Linked DNA regions of Mus musculus: region 1 is linked to region 2. The links are chromatin contacts, called in public promoter capture Hi-C maps. All regions are on one chromosome and are shown on one strand. The core of a region is the stretch at or near the end of the contact, and the rest is flanking DNA. Distances in the headings are between cores, read along the strand shown.

What was found. Promoter capture Hi-C pulls out the DNA fragments that hold promoters and counts their contacts.
Region 1: a promoter capture Hi-C map of liver shows a contact between it and region 2, with 2.1 times the contacts expected there. The contact joins the promoter of P2ry2 here to the promoter of Chrdl2 in region 2. A contact is called at or near these places in 3 of 39 promoter capture datasets (liver and pre-B cells) and 1 of 9 other capture datasets (liver).

What each region holds. Positions count from the first base shown.
Region 1 is chr7:101,010,496-101,014,831 of GRCm38.p6, reverse strand. P2ry2 (purinergic receptor P2Y, G-protein coupled 2) reads left to right here and starts at 2,834. Exons shown (of 3, transcript NM_008773.4): 1 at 2,834-3,120.
Region 2 is chr7:100,004,588-100,008,718 of GRCm38.p6, reverse strand. Chrdl2 (chordin-like 2) reads right to left here and starts at 2,315. Exons shown (of 11, transcript NM_133709.3): 1 at 2,072-2,315. The coding sequence starts at 2,153.

The DNA.
Region 1 (4,336 bases), core at 1,585-4,084, 1.0 Mb before region 2:
AGGGGAGCTATAAAGAGTCCTTCTGGAGGATGCTCATGTGACAGTGCCAGTGCCAGTGGCTGGACAGTCAACTGTGGGTAGGACAGACTGGGCCCCACCTTCAAAGAGATCCCCAGCAGAGGGGGAGACAGTCACAGCACACTGAGAGGTATGGCATCTGGAAGGAGTCTTAGAAGATCAGTGGTTGGGAGTCAAGAGAAGCAGGCCAAACAGAGAAATACAGGGGCAGAGGGAGTGGCCAGCACCCAGCAGGCGGTGAGTGAGGGTTCAGGGTTTCAGCCTGCCTAGCTAAATGGAAGCAGGAGAGAAGGCAGAGAGGGAAAAACCTGGAGTGGAGGCTGGGAAGCTGGGCTGCCTCGAGGGCAGAGGAAGCCCCCAAGAGAGTGTGAAGCAAAGTGTGTCAGTGAGGGGGGACAGAGGCACAATTCTGGCAGTGACAGAGGGTTGGAGGGCTGCGTTAGAGGCTTGGCCAGGCAGGGACTCCCCACCCCCACCACCCCCCACCCCGCCTGCCCACCCGCCCACATCTTAGATTCTCAGAGCAGGAGGTTTTCTCATGGGATGGGGATGCCTGCCAGCCGGCAAATGCTTGCTCAGGGATGGAGAGACAGGAAACCTTCTAATGTGAGGTGGGCCGGGGGAGCCAGGACTGGCGCTTTGACAATCCCCTCCTGAACTTCTGTTGCTAATGCAGATGCCCCTGTGGCTTCATTACACTTCACAGGGACCATTACAGCGCCTGGGCCTTACCATTAGCCTGCTTTGGCTGCGAGATTCAGGGAGACGCCCTCAGTGCTGGTCTACACTTCATAGGGTACTCACTGTGTCTCACAGAGCTCCCATTTCCTGGCTGGATCAATAGAGGTTCTAAACTCTTTCAGTTGCAAACTCTCAAGTCCAGAGTACGTGAAAATATGAACGCAAATGTGCTCAAACTGGAATGCGATGGGGGTGGGGGTGGGGGTGGGGGTGGGGGTGGGGGGTGGGTAGGGAAGTCTACTGGATTTGGTGATCTACAAAATCTGAGGATTGGGAAACCTAACCTCCCAGGCTCTTCTGAGAGGGGATACTCACTCTGCAGACCCAGAAAGCTCAGGATCATGGGCAAGACCCCAAATAAGGACATTTAGTCAGAACAGCAAGACAGGAGTACATAACACATTGTGCAGAAAAGAAGATGGAGAGCCAGGCGTGGTAGCACATGCCTAGAATATCAGCTCTCAAGAGGCTGAGTCAGGAGGACTGCTGAATGAGGCCAGCCTGAATTACATGGTGAGTTCAAGGCCAACAGGGCCTACATAGGGAGATCCTAGCTATAAACAAACAAACAAACAACAAAAAGAGGGCTGAATCTTAGAAAGTAGACACAGAAAAAGTGAAGGAAGACTTGAATCTGAGTACTCGGGCTTTACCAGGTCACCTGACATGATGTCATGTACCTTGGGAATGTCGTTTCTTTGGCTATAAAGTAAAGGAATTGGACCACAGCAAGGGTAAAGTCCAAGACTGCCCACTGTCCAGCCTGTGGGTCTTCTAGAGGCTAGGATCCATCCTGGGTCCTAGGGGAAGCAGCAGAAAAAGACCTGACGGCTCAGAAGGGAGATCAGGAAAAGGAAATCCGCTGGGATTTCAATAACCAGAAAGACTTCCCTCACACGAGGACCCTAAAGCCACAAGGGTGGCTGTGGAGAGATCTAGATTTCTGGAAGCTGCCTGCACCAGCTCCCATAGCCAGCAGAGGTTAGACAAGGAGCCTTTGTGTCTGCTCAAAGGCCCCAGGAGGCTGCAGAGAGGCTCAGCCACCCAGCTCTGTGTATTCACCCTTCTCACTCTGGACAGGGCTGCAGATCGGACCCTTTCTGGACCCCTCCAGGGGCTGCGAATGGGACTTTAGTCAGCGGATACACAACTAACAAAGTCTACAGCCCTTGGGCAGAGAGCAAACTCCTCACCATAGGAAAAGGCTTGTTCTGAACTTGTCCGTTTATTTGGCCACCCCAAGACTCCCTGGATGGACACGAAAAGTAGGATCATGGAAGGACTGGCTTCATTTCGCAGAAAATGTGTCTTACAGTGCTAAAGGTGGCCTAGAACTTATACTAACAGATGCCTGAGTCAGAAATGGGAGGGGGCAGACACCCTCTCATTCATCCACCCCTTCACAGGACAGCAGTGAGGTGGCTGGTGTGGTCCTTGCCTTTTTGAGCTCAAACTAGGACAGGAATGGGGTTTGTGACTACAGAAAGTCTTCAGAGCAGGCCAGAGAGAAGAATTGAGGCAGTTCAAGATGAGAGATCAAACTAAACCAGGACTTCATGGACCCGTTAGTGACCTGAACGAAGAGCAAAAGCAGACGGAGGTGGTGAAGCCGGCAAAGATTTCTGCTGGTACCAGCAGTCTGAAAGCACATCCATCTGTCCATCCGTAAGTGACGCGGGATGGGGCAGCAGCGGAGGGAAGGCTGAGGGTCAGTATAAAGGTCCATCGGTGGGCAGTGACAGGAGCCAGGCCAGCACAAAGCAAACCTTGTAAAACTTGGGCGTCGCTGAAAATCGGTGAGCTAAGCAGGTGACCTCTGCTCAGCCAGGACGGTCGCCTTCCGCCTCTCCTTGCTCAACAGCCGTGGCGGACACGCTGACCGGCGGCGACACTGACCGACCGCGTCCCCAAGCGGGTGGCAGACTGGAAGCATCTGTTTAGAAGGGTTGGGGGCGGCTCCGGCGTCTGCCCAGAGTCTGCCCCGCCCTCCTGCTCACAGCCAGGCTATGGGGTGCGGAGCGGGGCGGAGTAGGGCGGGGACCGCGGCGCTTCCAGGCACGTGGGACCCTGCGCCACTCGGCATGGGACTCGGGCACCAGGAACAGCGGCGGCAGCCCTTGGAGGGGACCAGCGCAGCGGGGAGGTGAGAGGTGCTTCCTAGAGGGGAGCGGACACCAAGAGAGGTCGCCAAGTGAGGCCTGGGGACGGGAGCGCCGGTCGAGTCAGCGCCAAACAGGGAGAGCCCATTACGTGACTGTCCCGAGGGCTCGGGCTCCCAGCCCTTGTACTGCGCAAAACTGGGCGGTGAGAGCCGGCTGCCGGTGCGCTGATGAACTTTGTTTCCTCTAGAGCGTGATCTCGGTGAGTGTCATCTTGGTGTGTTTACCAGCATACTGGGGGAATCTGTGTGTTAGTGGGCAAATGCGCACACCCTTAGGGTGTGAGTGACTGAACTTAGTCTGTGTGTACCCCTGGGGCGTAAGTCTGTGGGCTAAGAGACCTGGGAATCCTGGAGACTTCTTGCGCTTGGACTCTTAACTCTCCCCAGAGTCAGTCTGGGTAGCTCACTCGGTGTCAGTGAGGTGTCAGTGAGGAACCGGAGGCAGTGGCAGCAGCGGCGGGGTTGTGGGGTTGGGAGTGGGGGGTGCGGTGGGGTGGGAATGTGGGTTGCTAGTGCAATTTCATATAAGGACAGTTAAGACTTTGATCTGTCTGGAAACTTTTAATCGGGCAGGTGGTGCTGTATGAAGGGTCAGGCAGAAGAAAGACAGTGTTCACCTCACTAGGGCTACAGTGTGTGTGTGTGTGTGTGTGTGTGTGTGTGTGTGTGTGTGTGTGTTACTGATCTCCAGGAGCTAGACCCAAGTGTAGATCCTTCTGGGAACTAGCCTTTCCAGTTTGGAGATTTATAGGGCTAGGTGACTGCTGTGCTCAGAATGGCATCCCTAGAGTCCCTGGGTCAGCAGCCTTGTTTTGGATCAAGTTTGGAATAGTGGCTTTTGAAGATCAGGCTGGGGCGGCAGGGAAGTGGCAATTATCTGTGGGTGGGAGTGGGAGGAAGGAGAGTCTCTGAACAGACTCTACACTGCTGCCAGTGTGGGTCCTGCATGAGGGCTGGGGACAAGCCCTGCTGCGGAGGTCTGCCCCTCTCCTTTTCCATGCTTTGGATACTCCAGAGTTTTGAGGACATGGGCAGGTTGGCATACTGGGTAATCCTCAGAAATGGCTGCCCAGATGCAGAGTGAGGTTGTGGCCTTTCCGGGATCCCTTTTGCCCACCTACCCCAGGCACCAGATGAGCATGTGAGGATGTCACCAAGGCCTCATGGGTGACACCAGGAGTTCTTTAATTTCCTGGCTGTAGTCTTTCTTCTTAATGAGAAGTGCTTATGCTACTATTGGAATGTTGTTGAACTGTTACTTGTTACAGTTTATAAGAATCCCTCATCTTTTCCTCCTAAAGGCCCCATGAGAAAGGAACTATTGCCTTTATTTTGTAGATCAGAAAATAGAGGCTTGGAGAATGTCTTCTCTAAGGTCACAAAGCTACATAAATAAAACCTGGGACTCCGCTTACC
Region 2 (4,131 bases), core at 1,066-3,565:
GGCACCATTTGTAAAAGCACTTTGGATGTCACCAGGGGACTTCTTACACACCACAGGCTTGAGATCTCTCTTACCCTAAGACAAGAGCTTTCATGCAAGACCTTAAAATAGGATACCAGCAGGAGACTTGCAAAATTCTTAGACCTACAGCACCAATCATCATTAGGTTCAGAGATACGGGATGTGTCCCAATTCCCACGGCCAACAAATGACGGGACCTGGGTTAGGATCTAGGTCTCTGTTCCTTCCTTTGTGGCCTTGTAGCAGACCCTCCTTCAGATGAACTGTGAAAGGAGATAATCCGATAGTAGACACAGAAGAGAAAGCTCTTTCAGCCATGACACCACCAGGATCTTAATGCTCCTCCCAGAATGCCAGGCCACCTCGCTTTAGTGATAGTCATTTTCTTGAGTGTCTGGGGTTCTGTATTTATGGGGGAGGTAGCCAACTGAAGAACCTAGTGACAGAAACAGACAGGAAGGCTCTTGGAGGCACAGAGGAGGGGAGGTCAGAAAGGGAGCTGGTCACCAGGTAGAATTTTCTGGAAGAGGTGTCTGAATTGTTGAAGGTGGTCATGGTGGGCAGACGGGGGCTTTGAGTACTTCTGAGCCATCATCAGAGTGGTTCACCCAGGGCAATGGTATTGGAAAGGAAGCTGCAGGGCCAGGGTCAAGTCCAGGGCAGGCATGGCAGTCCTCTGAGACTAAGTCTCCTTCAGTGGACAGCAGGCAGGCTAGGAGGAAACTCTCAGGGCTTAAGGAAGGAGGGGGTATTTACTGAATATTTGACAGTATGCATCTGAAAGCATCACTCCCTTTAGTCCTCCCCCACATCCTTAGACCTTGGTTAGTAGCTCTTGTTTGCCGATGAAGAAACTGAAGTTCACAGAAGTTTGAAAAATGACTCAGGTGTAAGAGGCAGTCAGGAATTGAAGCCAAGTCTGAGCTCTCTGTGTTGTCTTATGAGACATGAGGGTGTCCATAATTCTCATGCCACTGACAGGCTAGGGGACGTCAGACAGACATGCAACATTTCCATTCCCAGAAGCAGGACAGAATCTAGCCTCACTAGCTCCACAAAGCCAGTAGCCAGTCAGAAGCAGAGCTGGCAGGTGGAGCCAAGCCTGGAAAAGGTTGTCAGCTAGGGGGTGGGGACCTGGGTCTTCAAGTTTGGTGGCCTGGAGCAAACTACTGTCCTTGTTGGGCTCTGTTTCTTTATTGGGGAGGTTCAGAAGGAGTCACCAGCATAAGGAGGGGCAGTTAGGAAACAGAGGCTGTGGTCCTGCATAACCTACTGTTTGAAGTGGAAACTCTGGGGGCTTAGGCAGCTGATACACTTTGATGAGGCCACCTTGTAGCATCTCTATACAAGCTGCTCTGCCTGCTCCCTGTCATTTAATACATTTAACGGCTTTAAGAGGCTCCTATTTTATAGATTAGAAAAGAGATGGTGAGGTGCCCTCCGTGTCTGACCCATCAGCTGGCACACAGTGAGGCTGGGAAGATGAAGAACCTCATCTTTTTTCACCACGCCCCGATGCCTTCCAGTCTCACAGCCCCACATCGGGGTGTCTCCCAGACGCTGTAAAGGCAGGATTTGGAATTAGACTCTTGGCTTTGGATAGCTTACCAGCTTCGGAAACTTTCTTCTCTTTGCCCTGCCGATTTTACTCATCAATTAAATGTAATGATGACACCTCATGGAGTGTTGTGAGTATCAAAAGCGATAATGGACTCCACTTTGTTCATCTTTCAGCCCAGGAGCTCATCAGCCTTTCCGTCTTTCACACTCAACACATCAGGCTGCTGGGAGTAAAGTCCCTTCCCACAATGCACACTGCTCTTCCCCCAGCAGCACCCCAGAAAGAAACTCTGCCAAACTTTTCTCCCCCCAAGACTCACCAGCCCACACTGGTCATGGAGCAACATCTACCCCTGCTATGCAGGTGCTGCCTGGATAAATGCAAGCGTTAAGGGGTCCCCAGGTCCTAACTAACATCTTCCAGCAAAGTACATCCCACTGGTTCGCATCCCTCCCCTGCCTGCCCAGACTTTGCCTGGTTTCTACTTACGGGATAGTGCTTGCGAGTCCAACGGGAGCCAGAACATCACGAGTCCCAGCAAAGAGGGGATGATCCTCACCCCGGGAACCATCCTTCCTTGTCCCAAGGTCAGACAACCCCGGGATGAGCCGGGAGAAAGTGAGATAAGGACACAAGTAAGTCCTCAGAGGACCAAGTAGGACCGCTGCTTGAGGAGTCGGAAAAGCAAAGATGAAGAGGAGCCAAGGACAGGAGAGGTCTAAGGTGAGGATGAGAGGACGGTGGGGAGGGGACGAGGAGAAGAGAGAGAGAGAGAGAGAGAGAGAGAGAGAGAGAGAGAGAGAGAGAGAGAGAGAGAGAGAGAGAGAGAGAGAAATTAGTTGGGGAAATGAAGAAAAAGGCTATGGCAGAGAGGGAGAAGGTGCTAGCTAGAGAACCGGGATCTGCGGGGTGCGGTCACCGGGGTGCAGTGTCCCTGTGGCGCTGGCTGGCGGCGGCGCGGCGGCGCGGGGTCCGGCGCGGGTCTGGGGCGCGGTGGGGCGACAAGACCCTCGGTGGCGGCGCGGGGGAGGTTGAGCGCTGCCGCTGTGCACGCCTCGGGCGCCAGACGCCGCGCTCGGGCGCATTTGTACTTTGCCGCGGGAAGCCTGCAGCCCTGGGCCGCCCTAATGCTGGCGCCTCCTCTGAGGCACCGCGAGCTCGTGGATTGGCCACGAGAAACAAGCCCATTTCTCCCCCTCCCCTTTAGTGCAGGGCTGGGAACCTTCGCTCCAGGCAAGGCGCCGAGTGGAGACGAGGGGGCTGGGGAGGGGGAAGGGGGCCACAGACGCCCCGGGTTTTAACCCCTGGCTCCCCGCGGTACGCAGCCTGCAAGGGGAACCAACCCAGTTAGATTTCAGATGAAACTGAGTGGGGAAGGTCATAGTACGGGTCTGGGAATCTCAGGATTGGGTATTTGGTGGGGGAGTGCAGAGACACTTGCCATTTTGAACACAGTCTGTGTGCTTGCACATAGCGCCTAGGAGAAAGGTTTTCTCTCCAGCACTAAGATAATGATTTGAGTTACTTTAAAAGTCTTCAATATCGTCCTGCAAATGTCGCAAAGGATTAAATAAGATTTGGAACATCAAAGCACTTCAACTTTGGAGGAAAGCCATTTCAGGTACCTGGAATCTCCCATTGGCAGGTGGTGGTCCTAGGCATCATCCCCAGATGAGAGGTAGCTTTGCTATGGAGTCACTGCTGCTACCACTTACCAAGCAGCCCAGGATGAACTCTTTCTACAGGCGAGGCCCCACTGCTCTGCATGCGCCAGTGACAGCCAGGGTCAGAGCTTTGTCCTTTCACCAGAAGGTGAGCACGCTGATCCAGAACCCCAGCAGCCTGGGCAGGCTGTTGCTCCAGACCTCATGTTAGGTGAGCTCCTGAACTAATAGGACCCTAAGAAAAGAACAAGCTCTGTCCACCCCAGAGCACACAGGCTCTGCAATGAGAGGGCAGACTCAAGGTGCTGGCGCCATCCACAGCTTGCTGGGCCACTGTGGGCAAACACAGTCGTCCTGGCTTTGGACCTTGATTCCTGAGCATCTCTTACACAGCTACCAGTGTCTCAGACCAGGACAGGTGTAAGGATGGAGAAGTGGCAGGCCACACCCCATTCCAGGTTATCTGACTGGCAGGGTTAAGGCTGCACTCCTCACGCCAAGTGAGCAGTGGGAGGAACCAGTGACCAAGAAAGCCCCTACTCAGGGCTCTCAGAGTGAAGACAAACATGAGCTCCTTCCAGTCCTCCTCTGACTTAGGTTCTCCTTGTCAAAGCTCTCCTCCACTCCACCCTCCTGGATACAGTGTTTGCTAAGAAGTAATCTCCCCCCCCCCCCCCGTCTCTGCTAATGTGTGCTCTGTACCTGTCTTGATGTCTAAGGTTGCCAAAGGTGGGCTCATTGGGTTCTAAACCCTGTTCATTCTGCTTTCCTGAAGGGTCTCTGCCACCTCAGCTTTCCTCAGAGCTCTGGTGTCTTCAGTCCTTACTCACAGTCCTTTCCCACAGCCTGTCTTCAGGTCTCCTGTCCCTGGTCCAGGCGTTCCAA